2 separate regions of the Sus scrofa genome follow, and region 1 is linked to region 2. The links are chromatin contacts, called in public HiChIP or PLAC-seq maps. All regions are on one chromosome and are shown on one strand. Each heading gives the region's core, a stretch centred on a gene start, on an enhancer-like site or on the middle of the called end of the contact. The rest is flanking DNA. Distances are from core to core; before and after follow the strand shown.

The links. HiChIP or PLAC-seq counts read pairs in DNA pulled down with a chosen protein or histone mark.
Region 1: an H3K27ac HiChIP or PLAC-seq map of skeletal muscle shows a contact between it and region 2. The contact joins the promoter of TMEM242 here to the promoter of ZDHHC14 in region 2. A contact is called at or near these places in 1 of 5 promoter capture datasets (liver), 5 of 47 Hi-C or Micro-C datasets (heart right ventricle, liver and skeletal muscle) and 2 of 2 datasets of contacts at active chromatin or transcription factors (alveolar macrophages and skeletal muscle).

What each region holds. Positions count from the first base shown.
Region 1 is chr1:9,665,993-9,671,941 of Sscrofa11.1, forward strand. It overlaps TMEM242 (transmembrane protein 242), which reads left to right and starts at 1,912. Exons shown (of 4, transcript NM_001185165.1): 1 at 1,912-2,024; 2 at 2,510-2,610; 3 at 5,395-5,532. The coding sequence starts at 1,937. It overlaps LOC110259913 (a long non-coding RNA gene), which reads left to right and starts at 505. Exons shown (of 3, transcript XR_002342395.1): 1 at 505-695; 2 at 801-856; 3 at 1,486-1,631. LOC110259916 (a long non-coding RNA gene) reads right to left here and starts at 174. Exons shown (of 2, transcript XR_002342397.1): 1 at 1-174.
Region 2 is chr1:9,617,540-9,623,008 of Sscrofa11.1, forward strand. It overlaps ZDHHC14 (probable palmitoyltransferase ZDHHC14), which reads right to left and starts at 2,180. Exons shown (of 9, transcript XM_021086485.1): 1 at 1,856-2,180. The coding sequence starts at 2,100.

The sequences.
Region 1 (5,949 bases), core at 662-3,161, 48 kb after region 2:
CCTGGCCCTTTGAAGTTGTCATCTCTAGTGGTAGGCCCTGGGTATCTATAATTTTAAAAAATCTCTGAAAGCAATTTTGCAAAACGGATACTGGAATCTAAGGGGGCAATAGCTAGAGCTAAGTTGTCCTGAGTGTTTGTGCCAGGCACTAGGCTAACACCTTTACCTAATTTAATTAAATTCTTACCTGATTTTGATAGGGATAGAGTAGGTACAGGTGGTTGTAGAAGTCCCAATAGGGGATCATGGATTAAGAGGGAGACTGGGGGATGTTGGGAGACTGAAAGTTCAGGAAGGCCATCAGAATGAGGCAGCCTTGCTTCACCAGTGGAGGTGCGAGAATTGCCTCATGTCATTGGGTGGGGAATGGGATGAGGCCTGCTTTCAGATTCAGACCAAGGGCAAGAGTTTGAAAATCCGCCCTTCAGCTGATTTGAATACACACCTTACCGGATACTAAGGAGGAGCTACTACTCCTGGAAAGGAAGAGGCGGGCCTTTCCAATCCCCACGCCCCTTGGATGATAAAACCGTGGCCCACCGGATCATCCTGGGGCAAAGCTTCCTCTCCTGCCGGCCAGCTTTTCTCAGAAATGTCCCATCCTAACCTGTTCCTTGCCTATCACTTTGTTTCTGGCTGCATTCCTTTTGCACAGAGGCATAAAGAACTTGAGCCTTGGTGAGTCCAGACACAGGGTGAGTAACTTGAATTTAAAACTGTGGGTTCAAGTCCCAATCTGGGTTTTGACTGGGTTCAGGCCGTTAGTGCTGTCAGTTTCAATTTCATTTAATTCTCAACAGCAGCACCACGAAGAAGCTACTACCCGTGTCTTTATTTTGCAGATGAGGAAACTGAGGTAAGTAAGCCTAATAAAACTATCACATTCACATAGCTGATCAATGGTTTAGGACCTGAGCCCAGGTTTGGGCTATTAACTGCGTTTTAACTGATGCGTTCATTGACTCATTCACCCAAAATTAATTTATTAGGGATGACCTGAGGTAATACCCGAGAGCGGGGGTATGTGAATAAAGATCTCCATCCCCGTGCTCAAGAAGTTCATGGCTTTTGTTGTTGTCGTTCAGAATGAACAAGAATCGCCCAGATTGCCTCATTTTAAAAGATAGATATCTTTACACAAGATACTACCAGCCTCCTCCTCTCAATGGCCATTTACAGAATCCACCACCGTTTGCAATGCAGCCTCCCGGTCTGAAGGTGGGCGTCTGCCCATCTCCAGTGTTGAGAGATGCTGGGGCAGCCTTCAGGTTCCGTGTTAGCAACTTCTTAGGGTGAACCTCTGCTCTCCTGGCTGGGGTTGTGCCATTCTCTTCCAGTTCAGCACGCTAGCCATTCAGTCCCCTGGGTAGGCTAATCAGTAAGGCCGTGGGGTAGGAATCCCATCAACACAGAGCTGATAGGCTGGCAGTTTTCCTGGGATAAAACCTGTCGCTTACACCTAAACTGACAACTGATACCAAACAGCCCAGCCAAGCAAACAGGACAGACAGGCCTACGTTTTAGAATTGTGAAATGTTAACGCTGGCCAAATCCCTGGATCTGGAAACTAAGCTGTGGAGTCTCTAACCTGGCTGGGACTGGGCTCCTGCCATCTGCGACCCCTCACTGCCTCCTAGAGTCAGAGCTGCGCAACGTTTCAAGAAAACGGCACTAAAGTGCAGCAATCATCACCCTGGAGCAAGCAAAGAACCGTCCTTGGTTGATGGCCTCGGAGGGCGCCGCCCCCGGAGCGCAAAGCCACCGCACCTTCTCCAGTGCGCAGGGGAGGAGAGAAGGTTTGGAGGTAGAGGTCGCTCTCCGGATCGGTATTCAGGTTGCACAGAGAAGGGCGGCAGCGGAACCTTTCTCCTCTGCCTCCCTCTCGCTTCCACCCGGGTCCAGTTGGGGCCGGACGCAGTGGTGGGGGCTTGTAAACATGGAGTCACAGGGCGCTGGGACTGCGGAGTCGTCCTCTCGATTGGAGGCTCCGGCACCCACTGACGACCGGCTTTTCCTGGTTAAAGGTGTGGTGAGGTGCAGGTGTTGGGGTGAACTCACTCGGGGCCGTAGCTTGCACTGGTGCGGGCATTCCCACGCACACTTCGCTTGGGTGCCCCCCAGAGTTTAGCGATGCGTTGGGGTCTGGTCCCGGGAGAGCTCTCGTGTGTGCTGCATTTACCCCATTCCCTCTGCAGTTTCTCTCTTGCCCTTCCTTTTCTAACTCCCACTATCGGTTTTTCCTCCCTGGGAGCAATTTCACGGAGCTGTCCCCGGAAAGAGGAGAGGGGACTCTGTGCCTATTCTTTGCTCTTGAACAGATATCTTGGAATGGCCTCAGAAACCAGAGGTCATGGGGTTACACAGCCGTTGTCACTTATCTTTGACAAGAGCTACTTAGCTATCGGTTCTCTAAATTTCAAAAGTGGTTTTAAATAGTGTCTGACACTGAACTTGTGCACATCATTTTAACTTCAGAGTTTTTTCTTTTCCTGCCCTACCCCTCTGGCAGGTGGAATTTTCCTTGGTACTGTTGCTGCAGCGGGAATGCTAGCTGGATTTGTTACAACATTATCGTTGGCTAAAAAGAAAAGTCCTGAATGGTTCAATAAGGTTTGTGACACCAAAATCCGTTCATAGCATTATTATTTATAGGTCAATGTCAGCTGTTTTGCATAGCAAAAGTAAAGACATAGCAAAAGTAAAGAAAGTGTTGATGGCCTTTCATATTACTTTAAGAAGTAAGCCAATATGCACCTCATAGATTCAAGACGTGTGCAAATTAGTCAACTGTCTTTATTTTGATTTCAAAAGAAGTACTAAATTATGTGCTTTTTAAACTTTTAGCACCACTTAAAAAAAAAAAGCCAGTTAAATTTTTGAGACAGCGCTGCAAGAGGTACTTCTGTCTCAGACATGTTAGAATGTTGAAATAAAGTGCATGTTAGTATCCATGAAGAACATAGGTCGGCTCCTTGAACCCAGTGACCTTGCTCCATAGAATATTGCCTGGCACATAGTAAGTAGGTGCTCAATAAGTTTTGGTTGAATGACTATAATACAGTGAAACTATTTTCTAATACCTCTTATGCTTAAAGACATAGGTGCCTCTCCTCTTCTGCCTGTTCTTAGCAAGGATTAATCTGCTATTCACAGGTGTAGGGACTATGGAGAACAAAGTATTAAGTTTGTCAGAAGACTTTATGATTCTATAATCCTGTGGGATTCCAACATAAATAAATTTGTAGTATGAAAGTAGCTTAGAAACAAACCTCTCTATATGTAAGTTTCTCAAATAAGTTGGGAGAAGGATTAATCCATAGAGTGGTGCCAGGGCAGTTGCTAAGCTATCAGGGAAGTAAACTCTAGTTAGTTACCAGCTCCCATTAAAACTAAGTACCAGGGAATTCCCGTTGTAGCTCAGTGGGTTAGGAACCTGATTAGTATCCACGAGGATGCGGGTTCAAAGGATGTGGCATTGCTGTGGCTGTGATTTAGGCCGGCATTTGCAGCTACAATTCAACCCCTAGCCTGGGAACTTCCATATGCTGCAGGTGTGACCCTAAAGAGCAAAAACAAAACAAAAGTACCAGATGAACTCAAAAGTTAAGGGTGAAAACAAAATGCAGCTAGAAGAAAAGAGAAATTGACTGTGACTTTTGGGTGAGGGAAGTTTTAGCAAGCTTAAAAGCATTAAAATGCATCTTTGACCAAAAACAAACAAAAAGCAAAATAAGAGGATAAAAGGAAGCCAAACTAGGGAAATACGATAGCCCATATGACAGATATACAGCTTCAAAGAATATTAATATATGATTAATGTACAAATCAGAAAACTTTATTTTTTTTAATTTTTAATTTTTTGCTTTTTTTTTTTTTTAAGGGCTGCATCTGTGGCATATGGGAGTTCCCAGGCTAGAGGGAGAGGTAGAATTGGAGTTGCAGCTGCCAGTCTATGCCACAGCCACAGCAAGATCCAGATTGGAGCCACATCTGTGACCTACACCGCAGCTCACAACAATGCCAGATCATAACCCACCGGGCAGGGCCAGGGATTGATCTTGCATCCTCATGGACACTAGTTGGGTTTGTAACCTGCTGAGCCCCAACAGGAACTCCCAGAAAACTGTAAAAGGCCAAATAACATGAATATGCAATTCAAAAGGCTCATAACTTAGACAAGTACTCATTCTCTGTAACAATATAAATGTAAGTAATTTGTATGTAATTTTTAAAGGTTTCCTTTTTGAGTTTTTGTACTAATACCATTTAATATTGGCTAACTCGAAGCGGTCCTCATAAAACAGCATTGTAACTTAGTACAGCCTTTTTAAAAACACTTTCTTTTTTTTAATTTATTTTATTTTTTTATTATTTATTTATTTTGTCTTTTTGCTATTTCTTGGGCCGCTCCCGAGGCATATGGAGGTTCCCAGGCTTAGGGGTCTAATTGAAGCTGTAGCCACTGGCCTACGCCAGAGCCACAGCAACGCGGGATCCGAGCCACGTCTGCAACCTACACCACAGCTCATGACAATGCCGGATCCTTAACCCACTGAGCAAGGGCAGGGACCGAACCCGCAACCTCATGGTTCCTAGTTGGATTCGTTAACCACTGTGCCACGACGGGAACTCCTAAAAACACTTTCTAGTGTGTATCAGCATATAAAATCCAAGCCGCATCTGTGACGTATACCAGGGCTTGCATTAATGCCAGATCCTTAACCCACTGAGTGAGGTCAGGGATTGAACCCGCATCCTCATGAATACTAGTTAGGTTCTTAACCTGCTGAGCCACAACAGGTACTCCTAATTTTTTGTCAAGTATGGTAGTATTTTACAGATGTAGATTTTTACCTTAATATTATGTCTTGAAATCAGAAGGAGCGTCACTGTTTATTTTCTAGTTTCTTATTAATATTTGCCATGAACTGAATTTTTATGCGCCAGGCATTTTGCACATATAAAAGTCCTCGTATGTCTTTTCTCAGATTTAGGTCACCTCTCACAGGAACTCCTCTTTAAAATGTCCCCTTCCTGGGCCCATCATGCCCTGTGTATATATGTACATGTAGTTCTATCATTGCCCTTTCTGTTTGGCTCGTAACTAGCTCCGAGGTGTCTGCGTTGCCCACTCCCCCACCCTGGGACTGAAATGTTTTGTCAGAAGGCATTATTCTGTTTACCTAGCACAGAGCCATGCATACTCAAGTATTTGTCAGAGAAGTTGTCACTTAAGTCATGCAGTTATTAAATAGCAAAGCTGGTATTTGAACTTGGGTTGATCAGACTTCCCAACATGGTGCTTGCACAGAGAGTCATTGATTTCAAACTCTCCGGAGGTTTATCCTTTCAGAGCTGATGAATTTTACCCACGGCTTTCTGGCTTCATTGCAGGGAAGCATGGCCACGGCTGCCTTGCCAGAGAGCGGCTCTTCCCTTGCCTTGCGAGCCCTGGGCTGGGGCTCACTTTACGCGTGGTGTGGTGTTGGCGTGATCAGCTTTGCCATCTGGAAAGCTTTAGGAGTTCACAGTGTAAGTAACGACACTCTTCTAACTGGTATCTGGAATGTTTGTTCTACTTGACGAGGTCTGCATCTTCCAGGTTCTCAAATTTGCATATAGTTTGTTCCGCTGTCTGGGAAGTGATAACAGAATTGACTGAATTCTTACTAATAACTAGGCAACTTCTCATTACTAGTATATCATATAAATAACTTAAATATTTGAAGGTGGTGAAACTGCAAATATAATTAATGGCTAATTCATAGCAAATGTTCTATGTAAATTTTTACAAGAGCCACTCATTCAGTAAAATTACTTAATGTAGAACTTTCTATGCTGCTTGACATCCACATATATATAAACATCCTTGAATATAGTTAAAGAGTTTTTAAATTAACATTTAAATTATTAATGTGTTCACACATTACTGGAGAAAGATTCTAAAAC
Region 2 (5,469 bases), core at 930-3,429:
TACAATCACAAAATTAACCCATTTTCTCCACTCTTAAAATTGCTAAAAGATGCCAACACGGATCCATTGGAAACTCTCTTAACATTAGGAACCTAGCAAAGACTCTCTGCCTGGAGAACCACCTGTATTGAAAGCCGTCCTCAGAAGGATGACATTTCTGTTCAACCATAAGGCATCATGATTTCAGTGCCAGAATGAATTACAGCTCAGACTGCTAACTCACCCAGAACCTCTGGCCCCTTCCTACGGTTCCCCAGGTCAGTCAGGACCTGGCTCTGGACGGGGACAAGGGAAGCAGCAGCAGGAACACTTCTCCTGTCATTCCAAAAGCCTCTTCTTACCCTCACTCACTCGTCCCCAAGTCCCCAGGCAGACTCTACCAACTCATCTCAAGTGTGCACAAAAGTTAAACTTCTAGGAGAGACCTGGAAAATTTACAAAGAAAGAAAGAGAGGGGTTTTCTGTAAGAAGGGCTGGAGGAGGTGAGGAGACTGACTCCTAGATTTCCCCCCTCACCTGTTCTCTAACTCGATCCTGTTAAAATTGTTCTCACAGCAAATGTTCAGATACAAAATGTTTCCCCTCAGACTCTGAAGGCTTTAAGTGAAAAGCATTACATTGTCAAGAGATTGTTTCTGAGACAGCATTTGTTATATCAAACACCAGACACAAAATCAGAGCTTATTAATACTTATCAGAGACAAAAGTAAATATACACAAAGGATTTTAAGTAACCCCATACAACCAGAGCAGAAAGAGGATCATGCCCCATAACAACCAAGACATGGAAAAAGCAAAGAACTCCCAATAAATGTATTGCTTATTTTAAAATTTGGGGGGGGGAGGGGGTAGCTACAATTTTCATTGAGCATAAGATACCAAGAATTACATAAGAAACTGCATTCTAAATGTTGGACCCAATAAGAGCAACTGAAATTGATTCTGGAATGTGTTAAACTACTTTATTTAATACTATTAATACATAAGAAGATCTTTCATTAGTTGGCAGGGGGATAGTTGCTACTGGCCAATTTGATTTTCCTGAAAACGGTGAAGACTTGCATGCACCTTTTTCTGGATAAAAGCCCTAAAATCCCAAAGTATTGTTTCTAGAATCGGAAGTTAACATGCCGTGTCATACTTTTCCTGAACAGGCCTACGATCTCCTTTCACCTGCTCCCAAATATAGGGAGGGGAGGGGAAAGTGTTTGTTTGGAACATTTTTTTCTTTTTATTGAAACTTTTTAAAAAGTGAAGAGTCTAGAAACCTCATGGTAAATCAGAAATTGTTGACCAAGAGTGAACATCTTAAGAGAGGAAAAATGAAATTATCCTTCTAGGCCACCGCAGGTGGCCTACACTTTGAGACCTAAAATATCCAAGATGTCTCATTATTCAGCGAAGGTACGCACAGGATTTAGGGAACGGAGACTAGCGAGCTGCCCTACAGCTTGTGAGCAGGAAAGGAAGTCGAGTCTCTCATCCCTGACTTAGGAATCTGCCTCGTGCCGGCTTCCCACCGAAGGCTACACCTGGGCTGCCGCGCTAGTAGTCGCCAAACTCAGAGCCAGCGCCGAGAATCAGTCACCTGCGAGATGCCACTCAACCTCGGGGAGCCACAAGGCCAGCGCGCCTTCCAAGCGTCCCCTCTCCTCCATTCCCAGAGCCCGACCCAGAACTGCATTCTCTCTGGGGACCAAACAGCAAAGAGACCTTTGCAGAAGAGGGAGAGCGGTCTGTATTATATAACAATATACCATCGATAAGGCTCCTAGAAAACGAAAGTGGCCGGGAGAGGGGCAGGGGTCGGGGAGGCGAGGGGTGCGGGCGTCGGGGAGCGTTCGCCGCCACTTACTCGAAGGCGAAGAAGAGTCCGCTGGTGACCAGGATGAGGATGAGAGTCAGGTAGAAGACGCCCGTCTGCCGGGCCATCATGATCCTCCCGTTGCAGAAGAACTTGTTTCTTCCCGGGAAAACCTCCCATTTCCTCCGGGCCGCGATTTTCTTCTTCTTGTGGGGCGACTCCATGGGGGAGGAGCTGTGGGTGCTGATCTGACTGTACTCGCAGTCTTTCATGGGCCCGCCGCCGCCGGGAGGCATCCACGAGGGCAGCCGGCTGGGGGCGCACACCCCCAGCAGCCCCCCGGCCGCGCGGGCCCCGCCGAGCCACGACCGCCGCCGGCCGCCCGACCGCCCCCGAGCCTCGGCGCCGCGGCCCCTACGCGGGCTCCCGGCTCGGCGACAACTTTGCCGAGGACACCCAGGTTAACCCTTTGGGGAGCCCAGCTGTCATAGCCGGATCCCCTGCCTAGAGGGACGGTGCTCGCCCGCAGCCCGCGGCGGCGGTCCTCAGTCGCTTCCAGCCCGCGTGTCGGGGCTCCGGGGCCCCGCGGGGCGCGGGGGGCTGCCCGGCCGCCCCCCGGCTCGCCGCGCGCCCGCCGCCCCCTCGCGCAGCGGCTTGCTCGGCCCCGCCGCCCCCGGCCCGCCGGCCGCGCCTCGGCTCCGGCCCGCCGACCCCCGAGCGCTGCGCCCCGAGGGGACACGAGGCGGCGGCCCGGGCGCCGGCTTCCTGGGGAGCCACTTCTGCGCCTCGACCAGGTTTATTCTAATCCTTCCTCCCGGCGGCGGATCCTCCCCAGGAGAGAGCGATGGAAACTGGGAGGCAGCTGGCGGCCCCGGCAACCCCTCCCAGGGGTGGGGAAACCGAGCACGTTATTCTGTCAGGAGCGGGCTCGGCGACAGCCTGGGCGCTGCTCGCGCGGCGACCCCGCGCCGGCGCGCCTGGCAGCCGAGCCGAGTCCGCGGCCCCCGCGCGGGGCTGCGGGGGCCGCCCGGGCCGAGGGTCGCGGCGGCGGCTCGCGGGCTGCGCGGCCAGTGGCTCCCTCGTTCTCTCCTGCCCCATAGGAGCCAGGCCGGGCGCCAGGAGGGCCGCCGGGGGCGGCGGAGCGCGTCTCTGGGCCGCGGGGCGAGCGCCACAGACACTTGTTTGCAAGGCTGAAGCCGGCGCGCGCGCCGCGCTCTGAACGGGTCCGCCTCCTCCCGGCCGGGTGGGCGGCGGCCCGCGCCTGGCCTGCCGGGCTCCTCCTCCGGCTCCTCCTTCTCGTCCGCGAAGCCCGCACGGGCTCGGCCCGGCCCCCGCCCCTGTCCCCACCGGGAGGCCAGGCGCAGCCCCAGGGCGTGCGCTGGGCTCCCTCCGGCATCGCCCGAGGGCTGCTCCGGCCAGGGAACGGCTGCCCCGCCGCGCGCTCTCCCGCAGACTTCTGTTCGCTTCCCGGCTTCTCCTCCGGGTTTATTCCCGGCTGCCGCTGCCGCTGCCACCTCGGGGCACACATTCACACAGCAACACGCAAACCCATTCTTGCGACTCTTGGGGAGCTGAGTAACCGGCGCGGAGAGGTGACCCTCCTCGGCCCGCCCCGACTCTTCCTCTCCCTCCCGCAGCGGGGCGCGTGGCAGAGCTGCGGGGAGCTCTGCTGCCGCCCGGGGATGGGGGCGGGGGGGCGACGGAAGGATGGGGAGGGGCTGCACGAGGCGGGCCTGACTCTGAAATGAAGGTGACAGGCGGGGGTCTTCAGGCCCAGCCGGCTTCCTGGCCGGGTTTCCAGGTTTCCCGTGGGAAGGAGCGGACAGGGGAGCGGTCTGGGTCCCCTCCAGCCCTGCCTCCCTCCCGAAGGACAAGCCCTGTAGCCAGGCTCTGCGTGAGTTGCTGCCTCCCCGGTCCTTTCTTTCTCACTTCTCCGACACTGGCGCTCACAATTTGCTCGCTTTATTTCTCTCCTTTCTCCTCGCGAGCTCCCGCGGCGGCAGAGGAGCCGTCCGCTCAGCCTCCCGCCCGCGCCTCCCTGCCCTGCCCGACTGTCGGTCCCCTCGGATCCGCCCGTGCGCCGGACCTGGGCTTTGCCACTGGATCTGAGCCCTCCGGCTGTGGGTACAGAAGGTGGGCCGCGGAAAGTGAAGCCTTCCAGGCGGGGACGCTCGATTTTCCGAGCCCCACTTTCCTTTCACCGCCCTTTGGGATATGTAGTTCTTCTTCTTGCCGTCCGGCTCGGAGAGGAAGCACGACTTGGAGACCAAAAAACTACAAATCCCTGCATCCTCCGCGACGAGGGCGGGAGAGGCGCGGTGCAGAGCGTTCTGATGCTCTTTGGTTGGAGATGGAAACTAACAAAGAGAATGGTGGCGGGCGGCTGCACCTTTTTTAAGCTGGGCACCTCACGCATAACCCACGTTCTTTATCTATTCTTCACGACGTCCCGGCGAGGCACTGTTGTATCCAGCTTAGAGAACGCTCGACTACTTGCCAGAGATCACAAAGCGCCCGGACGGTAGAGACGGGATTGAGCCCAGAGCCCTGAGAATTGCCCTTACTGAGCGCTGCCTCGGTGAGCCTTGTCAAAGGGAGATGGGATTGGTTTACCCTAAAGAGAAAAGGAACTGGAGCCAGTTGGGAAGAGCCTCCTGTCGTAAGGAAAAGGCGGAGGGGATGGCAGTTAAGAGTACGACATGCAATTATATGGAATAAAAATGGCATTCACAAAGGTCTCTTTCAAAGCAGGTTAGGGGTATGGGTAGGATCTTGGTCAGAATTGGGTTCTATTGTGTGACTGACAGCATATTTTAGGGACAGTTAAGTACTCTGTGGCTGTACTATTTCTAAAAAAACAACTGGCAAGCCTGAAGCATTTCCAATGAAAATTCTCTCATGCTTTCCTACCCTCTAGCTCATGGGATAAGCAGGATGTTACTCGGTTTATTGTAAGCACTTTTTCTCTGGGTGTCCAGTTAATATACTAAATCCATTGACTTGGTGGCTTTTGAAAAAGACTCCCATTCTTATTCTCAATTAAGACCTAATTTTCCTGGCATCCTGTTTATGCTTTTTAATAGTCTTTTTGTGTTAAAGATACATTCTAAAGTATTTGTCTGTGCTTTGAAATAGTCCGCCCCAACCGCCCCACAAAAAACATGAGATCTAGATGAAACCATATGGGCAAACTGTTGAAATTTGTTAATGTTGGGTGTTAGATATGTCTGTATTCATTATCTATAGCAGCAGACTACCACAACCTCGAAACTTAAACCAACACAGATTTATTATTTCCAACTTTCTGTGAGCCAGGTGTCCAGGCACTTACGGTTGTCTGCTTAGGGTCTCATATCTGCCATCAGGGTGTTGACTAGGCCACAGTCTCATCTGGAGGCTCAGCTGGAAAAGAATCGGCTTCCATGCTCACTCAGGCCACTGGCTTTGGAGAACTGATAACTAATAATTATTTAGTGCCTGTCGTGTTCGAGGCAGTGTGATTACGAAGTTGACTATGACAGAACAGCCATATTCAGAAACAAGATGGAGACACATGAGAAAGTAAGTAGCGGAAGAAAACTATAATGAAAATCACCACCATCTCTAAAGTATCTTCTTGTATTAGGCAATACCCTGGTTCTTTCTCCATTTAGCTTATTAAACCC